2 separate regions of the Sus scrofa genome follow, and region 1 is linked to region 2. A link is a contact called in public Hi-C data. All regions are on one chromosome and are shown on one strand. The core of a region is the stretch at or near the end of the contact, and the rest is flanking DNA. Distances in the headings are between cores, read along the strand shown.

The links. A called contact is a pair of places that touch in the nucleus more often than the background predicts.
Region 1: a Hi-C map of heart right ventricle shows a contact between it and region 2, with 3 times the contacts expected there. The contact joins the promoter of CD164 here to the enhancer-like site in region 2. A contact is called at or near these places in 1 of 5 promoter capture datasets (liver), 1 of 47 Hi-C or Micro-C datasets (heart right ventricle) and 2 of 2 datasets of contacts at active chromatin or transcription factors (alveolar macrophages and skeletal muscle).

Annotation. Positions count from the first base shown.
Region 1 is chr1:75,455,453-75,459,577 of Sscrofa11.1, forward strand. It overlaps CD164 (sialomucin core protein 24), which reads right to left and starts at 2,688. Exons shown (of 7, transcript XM_001924626.5): 1 at 2,633-2,688; 2 at 2,164-2,522. The coding sequence starts at 2,341. It overlaps LOC102164525 (a long non-coding RNA gene), which reads left to right and starts at 2,792. Exons shown (of 4, transcript XR_300811.3): 1 at 2,792-2,882.
Region 2 is chr1:75,069,182-75,073,422 of Sscrofa11.1, forward strand. All of the region lies in intron 18 of ARMC2 (armadillo repeat-containing protein 2), which reads left to right. SESN1 (sestrin-1) reads right to left here. Exons shown (of 10, transcript XM_021090855.1): 2 at 1,535-1,600; 3 at 136-336. Among named protein-coding and RNA genes, the nearest start is that of SESN1, 99 kb to the right of the region's middle. Within about 2 kb of position 1,835, at least 19 of the 83 cell types and tissues checked have an H3K27ac peak or open chromatin away from gene starts, as enhancers often do. A contact at or near this core is called in liver and skeletal muscle, where this site is marked.

The sequences.
Region 1 (4,125 bases), core at 1,438-3,937, 390 kb after region 2:
CTCCATGATGCCTATTCCAAAAAACCCGAGACTAGCCATTTATTACCACTTTTTTCTTTTTCAGCAGCACCGATGGCATAAGGAAGTTCCCAGGCCAGGGATCAAATCCGAGCCACAGCTGCCACCTACTCCACAGCTGGGCAACAATGGATCCTTAACCAACTGTGCTGGGCCAGGGGCCAGGGATCAATCCTCAGCCAGAGACAATGCTGGATCATTAGCCCTCTGTGTCACAGCAAGAACTTGGAGATAGATAATTTCTAAATGACCCACTCTTTCCGGGGTTTTCCAGGACAGGAGGGTAAGAGACAACACATCTGGAAGAGGCTACACTGATGTTGGAACATTTAACAGGTTAGAAAAGTCTCTGTCAATAACTTAAATCAAAAGGCTCTGAGACAAGACATAAGAAAAGGCTAACTACAATTCAATGTCTGGACAAATGGACTATAGAACTGCGCTCTGTCCATTTTCCTAGAAGCTAGGTGCCTCCAAAAAACGTTGTCATTTGCCTTCCCTGTACCTAAAAAATAGTTCTGCACAGAAGGATTGAATTTCAATATTTATCAGAGACTTGGACATATTTATCGGAGACATGGCACCCTTTGAGGACTGGGGGAGGTGGTCACAAAGTAGAAATTAGTTCTTCAGATGTCTGTATACAGACAAAAAATGCTAGTTGTTTAAATCTTTTGTGCTTGATGATGAATGTTTGGGTAGCAGAGTGAACATTACTTACAATGAACTAAATGTGCTCCCCTTCAGACTGCAGTTTGTCCAACTACCAATTACAGAAAATACAAATCATCTCCTTTGCATTCATTTCAATTACACAAATGCAATGAACATGTTTCCAAGCCTCTCTTTACACACACACACACCAACAGTTCAAACTACCAATATGCACAAATACAAAACATTCTGCTCTATCATCTTAGAAATAGTGTGGCAAGAATTTCAGTATTGTACTGCGATTCTCTTTCCTCATCAAAACATGTTTGAATTTTACCATCATACCTTTCTAAATCTAACAAATAACATTACGTATTTCATTAAACTCCTATAAAACACAACAACTAGGGAAGATATTGTAAAACAACACGATCAGCCTGAAAAAAAAATACCAAGGTAAAAATCGTTACACTTCAGCAATTCTTCCATCAAGATGCCAGTTACTTCTCACCCAATATTAATTAGAACAGCCAATCACACTAGACTGCAGGTTTTAGATATCTAGAGAAGTTCTTCACCTTATTACCTCAAATTTATCTCCCCCTCTCTCGTGTGTTGTCAAAGCACTGCCAAATTCTGCTAAGAGATTTAGTGTATGCCTAAACCAGTTCCCAGATCGTCTGTAGAGCTTAATAAAAGGTGTTCCAGACCGGGCTTTAGAAAATCCAGAGACCTGGGTTCGAATCTCAGCTTCTCAAACTACTAAACATAGGGTTTTGACACAGTTAATTTATCTCCTTCCATCTCCTAAGTTTCACCACCTATCTTTGAGTTTGAGATATATGCGAAGTACCAGATATACGAATGGGTATGGTACTTTTCCTCCATTGCACATATAGCATGGGGCGTATTAAGCTTTAATTAATTAAAAGCTCCAACCTCAAATACATCCCATACCTATCCGCAAAATCGATGTAATTAAATCCCAAGCCACTTATTTTTTCACACCCAGGTCTGAGGCACCAGAAAACGTTAACGTCTTCAGCGTCTCTTTCCCTCTTTCGCCAACCTCAGGAGAAGCCTGCCTTCGAAAAGAAAACCTGGGTGGACAAACGACTAACGCCAACGAGAGGGAATTCGGTCTCGTCGCCAACTTTGGAGGCGGCCGCCTCGCCCCATAATCAACCTCACCGCTGCCACCGCGGAAGGAAGCCACGTCCCCTCTTCCGAGCCTGAAGTCAGGCTGGGGATTACGAGGCACTTTTAAACAGCACCACGGCGCGGGATACTGTGAGGTCGGAAACCGCCGCCCCTTCCCCCCAGGGCGCTTCCCCACCTCGGCCACCGCGGCCACCTCGGCCTGGTCCCGGCTGGACTCGGACGGGCCGCCATGTTGCCTGAGCGCGGCCCGCCCGGGCCCCGGCTCCGCGGGCATCGCGGGCGGCTCCGCCCGGGAGAAGAGCGTAGGAAGCCCGTAGGACCGGCGCCCACCTGGTGCTGGAGTGGGGAGCGTCTTCGGCGGCGCGGAGGTTGTCTGGGTGGTGGGCGGTGAAAGCCAGGGTGTAGTCGTACTCGGAGGCAGGATGGTGCTGTTCTTCGCCGCTGTCAGCACGCAGAGCGCGGCCAGGCAGCCGACGGCCCAAAGAAGCTGGCGGGAGAGCCCCAACATCGCGTCCTTCGCGCTGGCGTCCAAGCGAAAGATGAGGTGCTCAACGGAGCGTGCGTCCCTCTGTCCCCTGCGGCGATGCCCTCGAGATTTCGCTCCCCCCGCGGGAGCGTGCCGGGGTCACGTGAGCTACCCCAGGGCCGCGGCGTGCGGAGGCGGGGCGCTGGCGACACCAACTGGAATCCTACGGGAGGGGGAACAGGAACATCGAGAGGAAACCTGAAGGAAGCTGTCCCTCCAAGCGACTGTATATAGCGAAGAAACTGGACAGACACATAAAATTCTTTTCTTTACCCTGAGACTGTCACAAGGATGCGGCTGGGCTTTTCTCGTTCCGGCAACAGAGAAGGCTCCCACCCCGTCTTGGATGGGACAAGCTATATGACGTAGCCACGGCGTCGTGGCGGTGAATCGGCTATACCCCACGTGACCCCCGGAGCCGCGCCCCTAGGACCCGAGTACCGCAAGGCGGAAGTAGTTTCCAGGCGTTTCGCTCAGGACCCGGGCAGGCATAAAGTTTGTACTGCCCTCGCGCGTTGCCAAGGTGCTTGCATAAGTATCCTTCTCAGGACCCGCGCGTTTCCCATTGAAAGTGGGTTTTGTTGTAAGTGACCTCGTGTTAGGAAATCCCAGGGAAATGGAGATACCGCGCGCGGTTCAGTTTTTGCTCTGGCGCCCACACTACGTGAGCGGCTGAGACACTGAAAGCGTTCTCCTGCTTTCCAGCCGGAGCCGCACACCATCTGCCTCTGTCACACTTTCACACCTTGAGTTTTCTGAGTCTCTCGCGGTTTCAGCCAGTGAGCGGTGGCAGCCGCCGGTCCGTGCCACTGCTATAGTGGAAGCATCAAAGACGGTAGAGTTGGAAATCCATCTGGGTTGTTCCCACCCCCACTTTACAGGTGAAGAAACCGAGACTCAGAAAAGTGACTCGACTGAAAGGCACAATTGCTTGGCGTCATGGCTGGATTTTGAAATGCCTGTTAATATTCTGCCACTGCTCAGGCTTTTAGTAGGGATGAGCGCCATCTGATGCTCAGTCTCACAAAAATATTTACGCGTACAGCCATGCTTCTATCAAATGGTAAAAGTTGGATTATAAAGCTGTTTTCAGCTATTTGTATTTATCATTTAATTTTAATTGCGCACACCTATCCTAAAAAGAAAAAGTAACGCAACATCAGTAGCTTTTGTGAGATGTACCCCGCTATGGAATCCACCCCCCCCCAAAAGATGACTGTGTAAGCTATTTACCTTGTTTACCTAAACTTGAAGGCTTTCCTAAACCTACAATCAAATCAGTGGGGTGCTTGTGTACCCTCCTGACTATAAACATTTGTTCCATGAACTAGGCTAGTTAGAGATTGCTTGGATGTAAGCCAGAAACTCGTTTTTTTACTGGTCCAACTTGCCATCCAAAGCATGAGAGTACAACCAAGTAAGTAAGTGAGGTCTCATCATCAGCCTTCAAACCTATCTCTTCAGTCAGGATTCCTCTCACACAGTATTTATTTAGCACATGACCATCTGATACCAGACCAAATGAAGGCACTAGTCAACTTTTTTTTTAATGTTGAAAATGTAATAGAAGTTCTGTTTTCTTCCCATACCCGGATGGATTGTCTCCATGCTAAGATGAAAACACGCTATTGTGGAGGCCACTGTTTTACAGTTTGCCACGGGGTGTTCAACTCTAGTTGTCAAATTTTTGTTGGTCTTCGTAAGGGGACATTTCACTCTTGTTTTTAAGACTAAAAAAGCATCAGCTTATTTAGCACAGCATCTGT
Region 2 (4,241 bases), core at 585-3,084:
AAACAGATACTACCTAACAGGAATCCAATTAGAAGTTAGCATATAAGTGTTTATTCCTTTGTTTTAAGTATTAACCATCTCTTTAAAAGATTAATAAAGCAGGCAGAAATAAATTTTCACTGAATGTTTACAAACCATTATTCCAATGTAGTGCCGATAATGCAGGGGTAATGGGCCATCCATTTGCAGTAGATAGTGTTGAGTTTTTAAAAAACTTTCTAAATATTGTGGGTGAAAAACCATCACTAAGGTAATATTATCCAGACGACCCAAAGCAGCAAAAGAATCTGCAAATAAAGTATGCATCTGTGCGTCTTCACTCCCCACTTGGAGAATCTGTATAAGAGAGGAAAGCCATGGTTACAGAGATTGTAAATTGGTGTTAGAAGAAAGAAAGTATGCATGCACTGCATTCTAAGTGTCATTTAGAGGCAGATTAGCGCTCTTTGATAACTCAGCTGGTAGAGCAGAGGACTGTAGAAGCAGATTAAAATTGGCTTAAGAGGAGTTTCCACTTTGGCACAGTGGGATAAGACTCTGACTGCAGCTGCTCAGGTCTCTGTGGAGGTGTGGGTTGGACACCCAGCCCAGTTCAGTAGGTTAAAGGATCTGGAGTTGCTGCAACTGCAAGGCAGTTCTCAGATACAGCTCAGATTCAATTCCCTGGCCAGGGATCTTCCATATTATATGGGTGTGGCCATAAAAAAATAAAATGAGCTTAAGAAAAAGAAGTTAGGGGTTCTCTTATGGCTTAGTGGGTTATGGATCTGGCATCACTGCAGCAGCTCAGATTGCTGCTGTGGCCTGGGTTCAATCCCTGCCCAGGAACTTCCATGAACTCTAGGTATGGTCAGGAAAGGGGAAAAAAAGGAAGATTATAATTCTACAAATTTAACTCAACTAGTAGCAAGACAGAAGAATAAACAGTCGCATATCTTGTAGTAGGGGAGAAACAACAAATGTCAAACATTAAAGGTCATCTAGATAAGCTGTTTGCAGGCTTGGCCAGAATCCAGATAAAGAAGCAAGATTTAGATGATCAAACTTGCAGAGCCTGCAAACAGACACTAATGCCTCTCCTTTAAACAACACCTACTCTCCCTTAATTTAAGGAGAACCAAAATTAACTAACAGCAAACAATTCTTGTGAAAACAAAGCATAGGAGCATTACATATTTAGTATTAAAGATCCAATCTAGCACTGATACCAAGTTTGCCAAGACCAAGTAACTCAGCTTATGGGCACACCTCAACAACATCTGAATATAAGCAGGTGGCACATCACTGGTCAAAAACAAGTCTTGCCTTTCCTCGATTAAATCTGGGTGTTAGAAAAGCATCACAAAATAGTAGAAATCAACATGACTATAACAGCTTTCTAATCTCACTGATTCACTGCCAAAGCATGATGATTAACTGTGATCAGCTCTGTTGCATATTGTTGACCAGCAGCTGTTCAGATGCCAAGAAGTGGGTCATGAAAGCTCTTCCTTAAAAGCATACAGTTCACTATGTACTTTTACAAACAACATACCTCCTTTTCTGGGATGAATCTACTTGGTCCGTGTCCTAGTGGTCGAGGAATTCTAATTCCAAGTTCCTAGAAAAGAAAATTACACCATCTCAGGCCTCCAGCAGTAAACAACATGAATTGAGGCTACAGGAATGGAAGGGAAAAACAGCCAGTTGAACAGAGACAGGCTTGTTTCGGTGGTTTGTTTTCAGGGCCATATATACATACCAATTCCTCTGTTTGCATCACATAGCTGACAACAGTTTATGACTCTGACTAAAAACAATAAAACCTGTTTCACTAAAACCAGAGTTTTGCATAAAGTACTTGGCAGAAAGTCTAGAACAGAAAGTTCAGCACACAGCAGCCAACTCTGTGGATTGTCAGTGATACAAAATAAGACCAATGTGTTTGTACATCCAAAACCCAACCAACCAAAATATCAATCCCTGTTCATCTTGTCAGGAAATGAAAAAACAGTATTCTCTACCTAGATGTCTTAAAGTGAAAGAAGTATAATTATTATTACATCTATAATAACACTTCAAAAGAACAGAAATTTTATGAAAAATTAAACTTCTCTAAATCCACAAAAGTACGTAGGACATAATTTCTATGAGAAATTAATTTTGAGTTTTCCTTAAATTTTTAATTTATAGGATCTCATCAACTTTGCTAATATTTTAGAGGAGCTCAACTAATTAAAAAATAAGGTTTTCTGCCTTTTGACATAGTGAACCTAGAATTCTATACTTTATGTGACAGTGTAGTGTGGTTAACAAAAACTGACAATCTAATCTTAAAGCTTCTATCTTTTCCCTCAGTAAGTGTGCTTATAGAAACAAAACCAAAATATAATTCAACTTATTTTTTTTTTTACAGGTCCATGTTCTATCAATTTAGTCTCGAAACAAACAACCCCCCGACCTTTAATAATCAAATATTAATCCTTGCTTATATATTACAAACAACTATTACTTCACCCTCTCTCTACTGCTTCCTAAAGTTCTTTGTGATATAACCAGATGCTTTCCTTTTAAAAGAAGAAAAAGATGGGGGCGGGGGGGGGGGAGGGAGGGAGAGAAGGACATGTGGCAGCAATTCAAGAAATCTGGTCCAAGTAAATGAAAACCTTTTGAGCAGAATACATTTTAAAAAATTAAGCAGGCAGGACAAAATGGAATAGAATCCTAATTAGGAGAACTCAATATTCATATTCAAAGTACACTCTATTTGCCAACTAAGCCTAAATTTTTATATATGCTTCCAATAATCTTATATCAGAGGCCAGTGATTTCTTACTCTGATAACTCTACACTTATACCTAAGACAAGAATGTCTAATAACCATAGGGGAGGCACTAAATTCACTGGTTAGGCCATGTATATGTCTATCCTATAACAAATGTAAGGGAAAAAGCCCACATTCCTGCTATTTAAAACATCATTTTGGCATAAATGCAGCTGTTTATATGAAATGATGACTCCTAGCCTAACTGCTGAATTTCTGATTCAACTATATACCTATCAAACAAAATAAACTTTGAGGCTAAAAATTACTATTTATGTAATAGTAATTTCTTTAAAATTTTTTTTTCATTTACTTTACTATCTTATTTAAAATGCATTTTATCAAAACACCTATTTCATGGGCTTTTATTAATTTTATACCTAAGAGACACCATTTTGATGGCTTTAGTATATAAAAGGTGGCTTCAAATGGGGGAGAAATGGATTATGAAATAAATGATCTTGGGAGTTCCGGTCATGGCTCAGTACTAATGAGTCCAACTAGTTTCCATAAGGATGTAGGTTCAAGCTCTGGCCTCACTCAGTGGGTTAAGGATCCAGCGCTGCCATAAGCCATGGTGTAGGCCAGCAGCTACAGCTCCTGGGAATTTCCATACGCCACAGATGGGGTCCTAAAAAGCTAAAACAAACAAACAAACAAACAATGATCTTGATACAACTGGAGAGCCAGTCAGGAAAAAGTGAAACTGCAGTCCTAACTCATACTTTACTAAACGATAAATCAGACGTAAGTGAAACCCCCCCCCCCAAAAAAAAACAACAGTATAGTACCAGAAAAAAAAACACTCATGGAGTTAGGCCCAAGAATGCCACAAAACCCAGAAGTCATAAAATAATTTCAGATTGATAAATTGATGACATAAAGACTTTCATATTGGAAAATTAAACATATCACTTTGTTGTACAGCAGAAAGTATCACCCTTGTAAATTAACTATACTTCAGTAAAACTTAAAAAGTTTGATGATAGGCTGCGTTGGAGAGGAGGTAGAGAAACAGCCATTCATTGCTTATACATTTCATTTTGTTTCTTTTCTTTCCTTTTTTTTTTTTTTTTTTTGCCTTTTAGGGCCCCACAGCATATGGTAGATCCCAGGCTAGGGGTCAAATCAGAGCTACAGCTGCTGGCCTACACCACAGCCACAGATACTTAACCCAGTAAGTGAGGCCAGGGTTTGAACCCACATCCTCATGGGTACTAATCAGTTTCATTTCCACTGCACTTATACATTTCTAATGGGAGTGTTCTGAAGTGTGAGGAAAAATGATCAAGAACTATATGAGGAGTGTGGAGTTCCCCTTGTGGCTCAGCAGTAATGAAACCAACTAGTATCTATGAGGATGCAGGTCTCCTTGGGCTTGCTCAGTGGGTTAAAGGATCCAGCATTGCCGTGAGCTGTGGTGTAGGTCACAGATGCG